Linked DNA regions of Sus scrofa: region 1 is linked to region 2. Evidence: chromatin contacts called from public promoter capture Hi-C data. All regions are on one chromosome and are shown on one strand. The core of a region is the stretch at or near the end of the contact, and the rest is flanking DNA. Distances in the headings are between cores, read along the strand shown. Region 1 holds the start of RNPEP (aminopeptidase B). Region 2 holds the start of LAD1 (ladinin-1).

Evidence for each region. Promoter capture Hi-C pulls out the DNA fragments that hold promoters and counts their contacts.
Region 1: a contact with region 2 is called in a promoter capture Hi-C map of fetal liver, with 2.4 times the contacts expected there. The contact joins the promoter of RNPEP here to the promoter of LAD1 in region 2. A contact is called at or near these places in 1 of 5 promoter capture datasets (fetal liver) and 1 of 2 datasets of contacts at active chromatin or transcription factors (skeletal muscle).

The regions. Positions count from the first base shown.
Region 1 is chr10:24,213,977-24,219,889 of Sscrofa11.1, reverse strand. It overlaps RNPEP (aminopeptidase B), which reads right to left and starts at 1,746. Exons shown (of 11, transcript XM_021064527.1): 1 at 1,103-1,746. The coding sequence starts at 1,543.
Region 2 is chr10:23,775,536-23,782,329 of Sscrofa11.1, reverse strand. It overlaps LAD1 (ladinin-1), which reads left to right and starts at 2,587. Exons shown (of 9, transcript XM_005667997.3): 1 at 2,587-3,735. The coding sequence starts at 3,698.

The DNA of each region.
Region 1 (5,913 bases), core at 497-2,996, 440 kb before region 2:
TCCTTTGCCTCAGAGGTCAGTCTACATTACTTTCGACTTTAACCTGTTGGACAAGATCTATCATAAGGTTCATTTATTTCCTGAATGGTAAAAGATGGAAACAGAACTGCCCTGGAGGCCCAGAGGAAACGAATCCGACTAGGATCCATGAGGATGAGGGTTCGATCCCTGGTCTCAGATGTGGTTTGGATCCTGTGTTGCTATGGCTGTGGCGTAGGCTGGCTGCTGCAGCTCTGATTGGACCCCTAGCCTGGGAACCTCTATATGCCGCAGGTGTGGCCCTAGAAAGCCAAAAAGAAAAAGATAAAGAAAGAAAACTGCTCTTTGAGCCAGCTCTAAAAGCAAAAAGTTTAGTAGAAAGAAAAAGAGAAAGAGAACTGCCCTTTGAGCCAGCTCCAAGAGCAAAAAGGATTAGTGCCACCAGATAAGCAGACTTCAGTGGCAGGCAGGCATCTGGGGGACCTAAGCGCCCCTACCCAAGACAGGGCTTGTAGCCACGCCTGGAATCTCCCGGAAGGACTTGGGACTCTCACAGATGTGGGCCCATGATCCTCCCCCTTCTGCTCTCCAAAATTTCAATATTTGCCACCCTCCACACCCGTGGTTAAAATTCAGGAGTCAACCAAGAGTGAGAACGCCAAGTTATCACAAAGCCTGGCACATCCTCATTCCAGTACCCACTTTTACTCAAATTCTTTTGTTCATCAAACCCAGGATGTCCCAAAAGGAAACTGCCCAGTTCCGGGGCTGTTTCAGCTGAGGCACTGGAAGGTCCGCCCCCGCCAACTCCCGCCGCCAAAAGGCCTGAGTCAGCTCCGGGTAATGAGCCAGCAGGGTCAGGGCCGCCCTAGAGCAGAACAAAGCGGCTCTCCGCCAGGGCCCAGCCTACGTCCAGGACAGTGACAGTTCTAACTTCAGTTCGTGATTGGGAGGATGTGGTGACTTCCTGGGAAGCCCTGGACTAGAGACAGTGGTGCCCTAAGAGCGGTGGGGGGAGGAGGGTTCATCTGGATGAGGAGGGGGCAGAGGTGTGGTGGGGCGGTGGAAGGGGATGGGGCGTCTGAGCCGGGAGGAGGGGCCGGAGCGGGACGGGGGCACTCACCCCTGGTCCTTCACCCACGCGGTAGGTGAGCTGCACCTGCATGTGCTCGCCGGCGCTGCAGGGCTGCGGGAAGCGCACACAGAGGGCCTGGCCGTAGTGCGAGAAGGGCTGTGTGCACACCGGCACCGGCTCTGGCTCCGGCTCCGGCTGCCCCGGGCCCGGCTGCCCTCGCCGCAGCACCGCCGCCGTCACCTCCAAGCACGGGTGCGAGTCCAGCCGCAGCTCCGCGGCGCCGCCGGGCTCCAGGCAGCGCAGCTCTAGCACCGCCGAGCCGCTCAGCCCGCGGCTGCCCGGCCCGGGCCCTGGTGGCCCGAACTCGGCCCGCAGGTCCAGGTGCAAGTGCAGCAACTCGAAGGCGCGGAAGTTGGAGGCCGACGCCACATCCTCCGCCTGCGCGGAGCGCAGCACCCGCCTGCCGGCCCCAGGCCCGCTGCCCGCCATGCCTCTCCGCCGCCTTGCCGGGCCCGCCACAGAACCCGGAACCCGGCGTGGCCACGCCCCCAAACGCCCTGCCTCTCGCCCGGTACCCCGATACTACCGCATCCCATCCGGCCGCTGGCCTGGCCCGGCCCGGCCCCGCCCCGACGCTCCCGGTGGGTTGGGATCCCCAAGGCCTCCGCTCACCCGGGTAGGCCCCGCCCCTATGACCACGCCCCGGAAGCTGTCTTGGTCACGCCCCCTTCTTGAGGCCTCTTCTCCCCCCCCCAATCTGCACAGCTGGGACGCCAATTTGATCCATCTTCTCCCAAATTCATCCCACCCCACCGGGATGTTCCCCAGTCCCTTCTGTACTGAGGTTTCCCGTGTCCTACTCCTCCAGGCAGGTCGCACTGAGCCCGGATTGCAGGGGACTTGGTTGGAGATCGCACTCCTGGCGCTCGAATTGTTAGGGCCCGGTCGTGTTGGGCAAACCGCCTCCAAGAAAGGAGGCTCTTTCCGCATCTCTCTGTGCACCTGTAAAACAGAGGAATTATACCCGTCTCTCGAGCTGGAAGAACTTAATCGGAAACAGCACAGAATGCCACAGCCTATGGAGGTCCTCCTGGCACTGGGCACAGGGCTCCTTCTGTCCTTCCCCAAGGGTGGGGACAAGCACAGCACCCTTAAGGTGCGGCGGGCGGTGTGCCCTTCTGTCAGCCAGGATACCCCACTTCATGCTGTGCCCCTTCTCTGTACCAGTGGTTGCGGTCCCCTTTCTGTGAGGCGGAACCGGTCCATGGTGAGATTTTTACCGATCAGCTAGGAAATGAGATTTTAAAAGCGACACCGTGGGGAGTTTCTCATAAAAGGAAACAGTATCCTAGCACAGGGGTCCTACTTTTACGGAGTTGACATACCTTTTACTAAATGTGTGTTTCACTCACAAGAGAGCTTCCAAACACGCGGCAAAAACTGAAAGGAAAAATAGGCAAATCCACAACTACAGCTGGACATTAAACACTCATCTCTCAGCAGTTAATTGAACCACTAGACAGAAAATCAATAAGGATATATAAGGTCTGAACAACACTATCAATCACCTAGACCTTACTGGCTTTTATAGAATATCAGCATACATGCTCCTCTCAAGGTCACAAGGAACATTCACCAAATAGACCATAATCTGGGCCATAAAATAAACCTGTTGTGAAAAGCAAATTTGCTTTTCACAGAGCTATGGCTGAACAATTCTGGAATTGCACTGTAGATAATTAGGATTGAACAAATAAGTACATTATTGTAGATAAAGAGAACCAGGGTTCCTATTTGTAAGCTGCAGTTACAAATAGGAAAGAAAGGGATAGAATGAACCCTGTGCTGCTGGACTAGATAGAGCTAGAGGGCCTGGTGGTTTCTGTTTTATATGCACATGGATGGACGCAGAAGTGTAGTGCATGGGTTAGTATATTACATACATTCCTTGGCATGATCCCCTGGAAAAACGAGCAGCACTGACACCCCAGTAGCAATGAGTGTACCCAACACCCAGATTTTGGATTCCAAATGCTATTCTCCATCAGAAGGAAGTAGGGCTCCTTGGAGAAAATAGAAGACAAGCCTGGGGCTCAGCGGAAACTGAAATCTGACCAGTATCCATGAGAATGCAGGTTTGATCCCTGGCCTCTCTCAGTGGGTTGAGGAGCCGGCATTGCCTTGAGCTGTGGTGTAGGCCAGCAGCTACAGATCCAATTTGACCCCTAGCCTGGGAACCTCCATGTGCTGTGGGTGCAGCCCTAAAAAGACAAAAAAAGAAAAAAGAAAATGAGCCTGGAGCATCTTATGATGCTTGGAAGTGATAAAGTACTAAAAGAAAAAAAAACAAACAATAACAAAAAGCGATGTTGAAACGGCATAGGAGCTAAACCAAAAGAGCTCCCGGTAGCCAAAGTTAGAACCATGTGAGTAAATAAACAACAGAATTGGATTACAGCCCCCAAATAACATGAATACCAGTGAGTCCTTGCCAATAAGTAACTGAATAAACAAATAAATAAACGAGGGAAAAGAGACTTCTCTTCTTTAGAAGAGAATTCTGAATAATACAGGAGGAAGGAATGAGAAACACGGGAAGTCACTGTTAGAATGCCAGTGCCAAAATTAGCAGGCAAAAGTGTAAGCAAAAACATATTTGCCTCATTTCAAAGTATCTCCCCCCAGATAGTTACTCACTACAAGGAGGAAAGCAGTCATTTTACGGCGGACGAAGCCAGCAGCCCTCACCAGAATCGAGGGATCAGAAGGTCACTGTCACCAGCAGTCCTACACAGACACCACCTACCCTTGACCTGATGATGAGAGGAGGGTGAAGGCACAACCTTATGAGAAAACAGCAGACAAACCCAAACCAAGGGCTTCTTCAAAATAAGTCTCTACTCTGCGTGAGTATGAAGGTCAGACAGGGAAACTGAGGAACCATCCAGGTCAGAGAAGACGGTACAGCTCTGGAAGGTAGAAGCTCGTATTAGATCCTGCAACAGGGAAAGACATCCCAGGGAAAACTGGCGCCATCCAAATGAGGTGTGTGGTTTAGCTGATGGAACCGACCCGAACGTTTTATTCAAATAACCACTATTTAAGATGTTCCCAGGGAGTTCCCGTCATGGTGCAGTGGTTAACGAATCCGACTAGGAACCATGAGGTTGCGGGTTCGGTCCCTGCCCTTGCTCAGTGGGTTAAGGATCCGGCGTTGCCGTGAGCTATGGTGTAGGTCGCAGACGCGGCTCGGATCCCGAGTTGCTGTGGCTCTGGCCCAGGAGGGGGAGCCGGGTGGAAGGTATACTGAACTTGATTTTTGCAGTTTTTCTACAAAGCTACAATTATCTCAAAACGATGAATTAAAAATACAAAGGAGTTCCCTGGTGGCCCAGTACATTGAGGATCCAGCATTGTCACAGCTGTGGCTCTGGTTTCAGCTATGGTGTGGGTGCAAACTCTGGCCTGGAAACTTCTGCATCCCCCAAGCACGCAGAAACCAGTAAGTACATGAAACAACAAGCACCACGTTCAGGATGGCGGTCAATTCTTTTTTTTTTTTTTTTTTTTTTTTTGTCTTTTTGCTATTTCTTGGGCCGCTCCTACAGCATATGGAGGTTCCCAGGCTAGGGGTCCAATCAGAGCTGTAGCTGCCAGCCTACGCCAGAGCCACAGCAACACGGAATCCGAGCCGCATCTGCGACCTACACCACAGCTCACGGCAATGCCGGATCGTTAACCCACTGAGCAAGGGCAGGGATGGAACCCGCAACCTCATGGTTCCTAGTCAGATTTGTTAACCACTGCGCCACGACGGGAACTCCAGGATGGCGGTCAGTTCTTGTGGGAGTTTTATAGATGAAACCAGGAAGTCCTTATTCGGTGTGACAACTTTTGCTTCTTGTATTGTGGACAGTACAAGGATTTGTAAAAAGTACATGTGTAAATTCCTTGAAAAACAAAATTACAGGTGTATGCCTGAAATATCTAATACCTTTTTTTTCAAAAGTGTCAGGCTTTTCAGTTGGGTATAGACACATCTGCCTAGTCATGTACTCATTTTCCCGATGTTTATTGAGGACCTATTATAAAATGTGGCTCCCGTCTTCAAGAAATTCAATTTCAGCATCTAGGAGTCAATCCTGCTTCTCCTGTGTTGGTTGTAGGTCACAGCTACTCAGCTCCGCCACTGCAGCAAGCAAGCAGCCACAGGTGACAATATGACAGGTGTGGCTGTGGACAGTAAGTTATTCCCACGAACAGTCTGCATGCAGCTTGCTGACACATGATATAACAGGTTGAATACAACTTGGGCAAGGAGGTCCAACGCTGAGCCACCACAGGGTGGCGCTAAGACCACGCTTCCCTAATTTGCAGACGTTTCACCTACGAAAAGAGATGGGCTTCCAACAGAGGTGGCTGTACCCACGTATTCCATCTCTGACTCTGAAACTCTTACCTGTCAATTTCACGCCTGGTGTCAGATACTAAGGAAAAAAGGGAGAAGCAATGGAATCTTTCTGCTGGGCATTTCAACCTTGAAACTGAGGAACTAACTCCATTATTCCAGAAAAAGACCTAGAGCAAACGTCCTTCCTGCTGGCGTGTTTCCAATTTATTTTGGTAATTAAAACAATGTGGCTATTTCCCCTCTTATTCTGGGCTCTCTTACACCAAAATTAGTTTTAGCTATTTGTTAAACACTTCATGTCAGCATTTTAAGATATTTATTAGAATCTAAGCCACTTGGTTTCCATTACTTGCTGAACTGAAAAAGAAGTCACATCTATGAAGCTTATCAGGGCACGTAGGTGTTGACTGCGAACCTCAACTTTACAGGTTGGAGATCTTTATTAGAA
Region 2 (6,794 bases), core at 1,338-3,837:
TTTCTTTTATGGACTTAAAGGTAGCCCCTTAGTTTTTTTTTTTTTTTTTTTTGTCTTTTTGTCTTTTTGTTGTTTGTTGTTGTTGTTGCTATTTCTTGGGCCGCTCCCGCGGCATATGGAGGTCCCCAGGCTAGGGGTCTAATCGGAGCTGTAGCCACCAGCCCACGCCACAGCCACAGCAATGCCAGATCTGAGCCACGTCTTCGACCTACAAGACAGCTCAGGGCAACGCCGGATCCCCAACCCACTGAGTGAGGCCAGGGATCGAACCCACATCCTCATGGTTCCTAGTTGGATTTGTTTCTGCTGCACCATGACGGGAACTCCACAACTTCCATTTTTATCATGGTCTGCCTTGGCTGCTGCTTGGGGGTGTGTATGGTTAGGAGTGTTTGTATACACACTCTTACACACGGTGTGTGTGTGTGTTCGTGTGATTAGGAGCACACGTGTATGTGCACCAACACATGTGCATCTCCACGGCCAGAATGGGGACGTCTCGGGGACAGAAACCGAGTCCTCAGATCTCTGAGTCATTGAAAGCCAATGCCAAGTGTCATGGGGAGAATTAGTTCCCCCACAAAGGGATGGTTGATTCCTAACCCTGGGTCCCTGTGAATGGGTCCTTGCTGGGGAATTGGGGCTTTGCAGACGGGATCAAGTTAAATGAGGTGGCACTGGATGAGCTCAAGACTGAGCTCTTTTGGAGCTCTCGTCGTGGCTCAGTGGCTAACGAATCCGACTAGGAACCACGAGGTTGCGGGTTCGATCCCTGGCCTTGCTCAGTGGGTTAAGGATCTGGTGTTGCCGTGAGCTATGGTGTAGGTTGAAAACGTGGCTTGGATCCCGCGTTGCTGTGGCTCTGGTGTAGGCCAGCGGCTACAGCTCCAATTTGACTCCTAGCCTGGGAACCTCCATATGCCGCAGGTGTGGCCCTAGAAAAGGCAAGAAGACCAAAAAAAAAAAAAAAAAAAAAGACTGAGCTCTTTCAAGGAGAGGGATCTTTGGACAAGGGCACAGAGATACAGGGAGGGGTCCCTAGGACCAAAGGCTGATGTTGCAGTAGTGCAGCTGCAGGCCAGGGGATGCCAGCACTGCTGGCCGCCACCAGCAGCTAGGAGGTTGCGAGGAAGGTCCTACTCTGAGCCTCCGGGGGGAGCATGGCTCTGCCGACAGACTTCCAGCCTCCAGAACGGTGAGAAAATCTGTTGTTTCAGGCCACACAGTTTGTGACTTTGCTACCGCAGCCTCAGGAAACTGTGGCCCTACAGCACCAAGCACAGTGCCTGGCACCTGAAAAGTGCCCAGTAAGTGCACAAGGCCTGCCCTTGAACTTTGGGGTCCTAACACCACATGCTTCCCTCACTTCCAGATCATCTGCACGTCAGCCTTCCCTGTCTTTGGGGTTACAGCCATGGAGAGGGTGCTGGAGGCTGGGGTTTTATTTTTTTTAATTTATTTTTTATTTTTTGTCTTTTTGTCTTTTAGGGCTGCACCCATGGCATGCGGAGGTTCCCAGGCTAGGGGTCTAATCGGAGCTGTAGCCACTGGCCTACACCACAGCCACAGCAACGCCAGATCCGAGCTGCATCTGCAACCTACACCACAGCTCACGGCAATGCCGATCTTTAACCCACTGAGCGAGGCCAGGGATCGAACCTGCAATCCCATGGTTCTGCGTCAGACTCGTTTCTGCTGCGTCATGACGGGATCTCTTGGAGGCTGGGGTTTTAGAGACAGTCCTTATTGTCCACTGGCCTCTGGAAATGTCCCTAGAGGGGCCAGGCTTCAAAGGACTAGGCTGGTTCCTTTCTCAGTTGAGATGTCACCACTGACAAACCACGGGAAGAACATTGTCTTGGTCCCCAGTGACAGCAGTCCCCCAGGAAGTGCCCAGAAGCCCAGCATCCAGGGACATGCATTATTGCCACTGCCTTTTTCTCTTTCCCTGGAAGAGCCAAGGGCTCACAGCCTGCCTTGGCCTTTGCAGGGCCTTTGTCAGCCGTCTCACTGCCTACCCCAGTGTCACCAACACTCACCATCAGACTCAGTTGATCCCCACAGCCTGGCAGGAAGCTGGACAAAGTCTCATTATTTCCACTACGCAGATGAAGGTCATTTGCCCCAAGTCATGTGGTTCACACATGGCAGAGCTCAAAGCGTGATCTCCCGGCCCCCAGTCCGCTCTCATTCCTTAAACCTCACTCCTGGAGTTCCCATCGTGGCTCAGTGGTTAGCGAATCCGACTAGGAACCATGAGGTTGCAGGTTCGATCCCTGGCCTTGCTCAGTGGGTTAAGGATCCGGCATTGCCATGAGCTGTGGTGTAGGTTGCAGATGTGGCTCAGATCCAGTGTTGCTGTGGCTGTGGTGTAGGCCCGTGGCTACAGCTCTGATTAGACCCCTAGCCCGGGAACCTCCCTATGCTGCAGGTGAGGCCCTAAAAAGAAAAACAAAACAAACAAAACAAAAAAACCCCCAAAACAATAAAACCTCACTCATCTCCTTTGGCCAAGAAGGAAGGCTCTCTGGAGGAGGGGGCGTTTGGGGAAGGAGATGCCTTAGCAGGCTAGGTTTGTGTGTGCGTGTGTGCGCTTGTGTCCTGGGCTCTACTCAGCAGCCAGCTTGGCCTTCATTGGGAGATTTCACTGCCACAAGGAGGCCAGGCTGGCCAGCAAGGCCCAGCAGGAAGCTGGCAGACCGGCTCCCCGCCCCCAGCTTCTCCTCCTGGTGCCTGGGCTGCATCTCATTCCTCTGGGACAGGGAGCCGTGGCTGCTGACCTTGTAGTTCTGATGCATCGGAAAGATAAGATTCTCCCTGCTCAGCTGCTGACCCTGCCTGGTCCTCCTGAGGCCAGCTCCCGGACAGGAAGCATGGGCACCCATCGGCCCTTCAAGGGAGCCAGGGGGTGTCCCTGATGCTGGCTCACTTGCTCCAAAACTCTAGGGCTAGCTCTCTGCTCGCTGCTCCCTTCCGGGAAAAGCCGCGCCTCCTCCGCCGGGTCCACACCCGGGCCCCTCCAGCGCAAAGTCCAGACCAGCCAGCGAGAGCGCTTTTGCGTTTACAGAGCCGCGGGCACTCCAGTGTTTGCAGGACCCAGCCGAAGCTCCCGTTGCGGAGGGGCGGGCTTTGCACGGGGCGTGCCAGCAGTTTTGCGCGCAGCACAGAGGAAGCGCGCCCTGCTTTCTCCCCGGACCTGGGGCTGTGGGCCGGGGTCGGTCCCGCCCTGAGCCAGGCTTCCACCTCCCCGCCCGCTTCTCGCCCGGGCTTCCCGGGGCCAAGCCAGTTTGCGGGCGGAGAGCGGGCCTGACCCGGGGCTACAGCCCGGGGCCGTGGCACCTGCGGGAGGGGGCGGCCTGGCGGGCTGGTCCGACTGGTTCCAAGCAGGAAGTCCCCGCCTCCGCCCCGCGCGGCTGGGGCGCCGATCCGTCCGTCGGTCGGTCCATCGGTGCGGCGGCCGGTCCTGGGCGCGCGGCCGGGGCGGGGACCGGGGCGGCTTCATCTGCGACGCCCCCACCCACAGGCCAATCCCGGGCGGCTGGCGGCGCGCGGCTGCGCGGGGCGCGGCCGGTGGGATAAGAGGCCAGGTGAGCCTACCTGATCCGCGGCGGCGGCGGCGGTGGCGGCGGCGGGCGGGGCGCGCACGGGGCGGCGCCGAGCGGACACGACGCACGCGGCGGGCGCGGGCTCCGGCGGCATGTCCGGCAGCAGGAAGAGCTGGGCTACGCTGTCCAGGTGAGCCCTCGGCCTCTCCCGACCTCGGGGGGCCCTGGCCGCCCTCGGGGGCGACAGAGTGGGGGGCCAAACTGGGGCCCCCCAGGGGTGCTGGCAACCCCATCGCTTCCTGCCTTCTCTTGGGGACTGAGACGCAAGCAGGGTGCCTGGGGAGGGCTGTCCTGCCCAGAGTTGTGAGTGGCCCCCTTGGCCAGGAGGAGGGAGGCGCAGTGCCAGGCAGCCGTGGCCTTGGAGGGTCAGCAGAATAGGACCAGAGCCCACGGATGAAGCTCAGGTTCCGAGTGTGGCCTTTTGGGGTGCTGTCTGGGCTGGGTGACTTCAGGAGAGTTGCTGTCCCCCTCTGGGCTTACTTGTCCTTACTTGTGAGCTGGTCTTTCAAAGGGTCCAGGGACTGGGGGTCTAATCCCTGCCCAGTGGACTCCTGTCAGGGTCAGAGAAGGGGGGTGTCTGGGAGGTAGCACCCCTCCTGCGGGTGGGGCCCCCACAAGCAAGCATTATCACCTCGGGTCCCCCCCACTCCCCCACCCCCACTGGCTCTCAGGAGACCAAGGCTCACACAGTAGATGGATCGAGCTGGGTCCCCACTCCTTTGACCCTGAAGGCTCCTGCCAGGTAGAAACTGCCTGGGCCCCTTTCAGGTGGCGCTCAATCTTGGGGTCTTTGGTGAGGCCGGGCCCCTCTGCTGCTGTGGACCAGCCCCTCAAAGGCCTTCCCCGTCCAGGTGCAGGTGCTCTCGCTCTCCTGCTCCCTCCCTCCCCAGGGCTCCAAAGCTTCCCCAGGCTCTGACGCCTGGCCTCCCCATGGCAGCTCAGTTCAGTCTCCAGGCCCTGTCTTCCCTGGACCCTCAGAGCTCACTGCTCTGAAGCATAGTCACCTAGTCACCCCCATGCTCAGGAGCCCAGGGCAGGGGGTGCTAGAAAGGGGAAAGCCCCCCCCCCCAGGAAAGGAGGAGCCTGGTGCTCTGGACTGGGGCTGGGCAGAGGCTGGACACACCCAGGGAGGGTCTGTGCTGAGGGTGGGGCTGGGGTCAAGGCCTTGGACTCTGTGTGTGGGTCATTGTGCCAGGGTTGAGGCAGGAGTGTCTGTTCGGGCTGTGCGTGTGCGTGCACGCATGTGCGGGCCCTGTGTTGGTGGGCGGAAGGTTCTGACACGGGGTCTGAGCCTTGGAAGTCCATTGAAGACCACCATGCAGGGCATCGGGTTAAACGCACAAAGCAGGCACAACTGAGTCGGGAGCCCACCGTCTGCTGGGGTGTGTGTGACTCTGTGTCTGAGATGTGCCTGGTTGCAAGTAGGTGGTATGTGCTGAGTGGCAACTGGGCTGGTCTTAGCTGGTCCTCTGCCCCGATGGTCTGGGTCCCTGTGGCTGCAGGGGTGCAGCTGGGGCAGCGAGGGAGGACCAGCCCTGCCGCAGAGCCCCGGCCTCCCTTCGGGCCCCAGCCCTGCCCAGCCCTGTAGGCAGACACAGCTGTTGCCAAGAGTCACCCCGATGAGGCACCTGGAGCGGACTCTCCCTCCCTCCCTGATCCCGGGGAACAAGCCTCAGCTGGCAGCAGGGCAGGGCTGTGAATCACTGTCAACCCTGCCTGGGAGGCTGAGGAGGGCGGCCCCAGACAGGGTCCGGGTGGGCAGCTGAGGGCCAGCCTGCAGCCCATCCTTGGCACCAAGTAGGAATTCAGGGCTCCAGCCCCCAGGGTTGGGGGCGGTGGTGAGCTGGCTGGCCCGGTGCCCTGCTCAGCGGCCTTGCCCTCTCCTCCCTGGGCCGGCTGATGACGGGTGAGGCCGGGCGGGCCTGTCTGCGGGGGGTGAGGGTGGCTCTGGAGCGCCCAGGCCAAGCGGACAGGGGTTAATCATTGCCCTGCTCTCCCGCCTCCCGAGCTGTTGGTTCTCCCTGACACCTTACCCTGGACCATCAGGGCTGGAAGGGACCTTGCCGACACCCACTGTGACCCATCGTCATGCAGAAGGCCTGTCCCCCCTCAGGGGCTGCAGACTGGCCCAGGGTCAGGTGGCCAGTCAGAGCTGCAACTCCTAGCCCGGTGGCTTTTCTGAGCCACTTTTCTGGAGCTGGCTTTTTTTCTCTCCTTCCAAACTTGGCAGATTTGCTCTTTGAGCCCCAGGGCTCCGAGGACGCTAGGGGGCAGCCTTCACACCTTTCCTGCTTTAAAGGGCGGCTGAGCTTTGGTCTCTACATAGATAGTAGCTGCACTGCGTGGTTTCACTGGGGAAGGAAACTTCTCCGGGTGAGCCTACCCTTAGCTGCTGCAGAAGGAAGGACCAGCAGGAAGGATGCCCGTGGGAGGGGGCGGAACCAGCTCTCCTCGGAGCAGAGGGCTGACGGCCTTCCAGAACTTTCAGGGAGGAGGAGGGCCCTTCTTCTGAAGATGGAGCTGGTGAGGGCCGGATCTTGGGGGGAGGTGGGTCGTCCTGCATGGAGGCAAAGGGAGGGGTGTGTGTCCCCAGAGCGGGGCCAGGATGTGGAGGGAAGGGTGGTGGAGAGGGAGGGGGTGGGGCAGCCGCCCAAGGTTGCAGCATCACCTGGTGAGAGTGGCTGGGGCTCCTGGGGGCCTGGGACCTACAGGGTCCCCCTGGCCTGGCCCTGGGGCTCCCCACACCTTCTTCCTGGGCTGTACCATGAGCTCAGGCCTGTGCTGGGGGGGGCCTGCACATCTTCCGAGGCCCCCTCAAACTTCCCTCTTCCTCCCTCTATTCAGCTGCGGGCTTCCAGCATTTGGGCCTGTGGTTAAGGGCTCTCCAGAGGCTGACCTGGGATTGTAGTTCCTTTTTTCAATCAGCTTCTATCTGGGGAACATATTACAGGGCTCAGAGCCCTCATCTGCAGAACGGGGATAACCCCTCCTTCCCCCCCCAAAGTTTGTCAGGACCTCTTGTCAAGGGTTTTGTGCCCTGCTTGGAACAGCACCCAGCCTAGTCCTAAGCACAGGCTGAAGCCTTCATTTCTCCTTTCTTCCTTTGTCCCTTTATTCATTCATTTACTGCTCACCATGTTCAGCAAATATTGTGTGTTGAGCTCCTGAATGGTAAGCAGGTTTGGATGC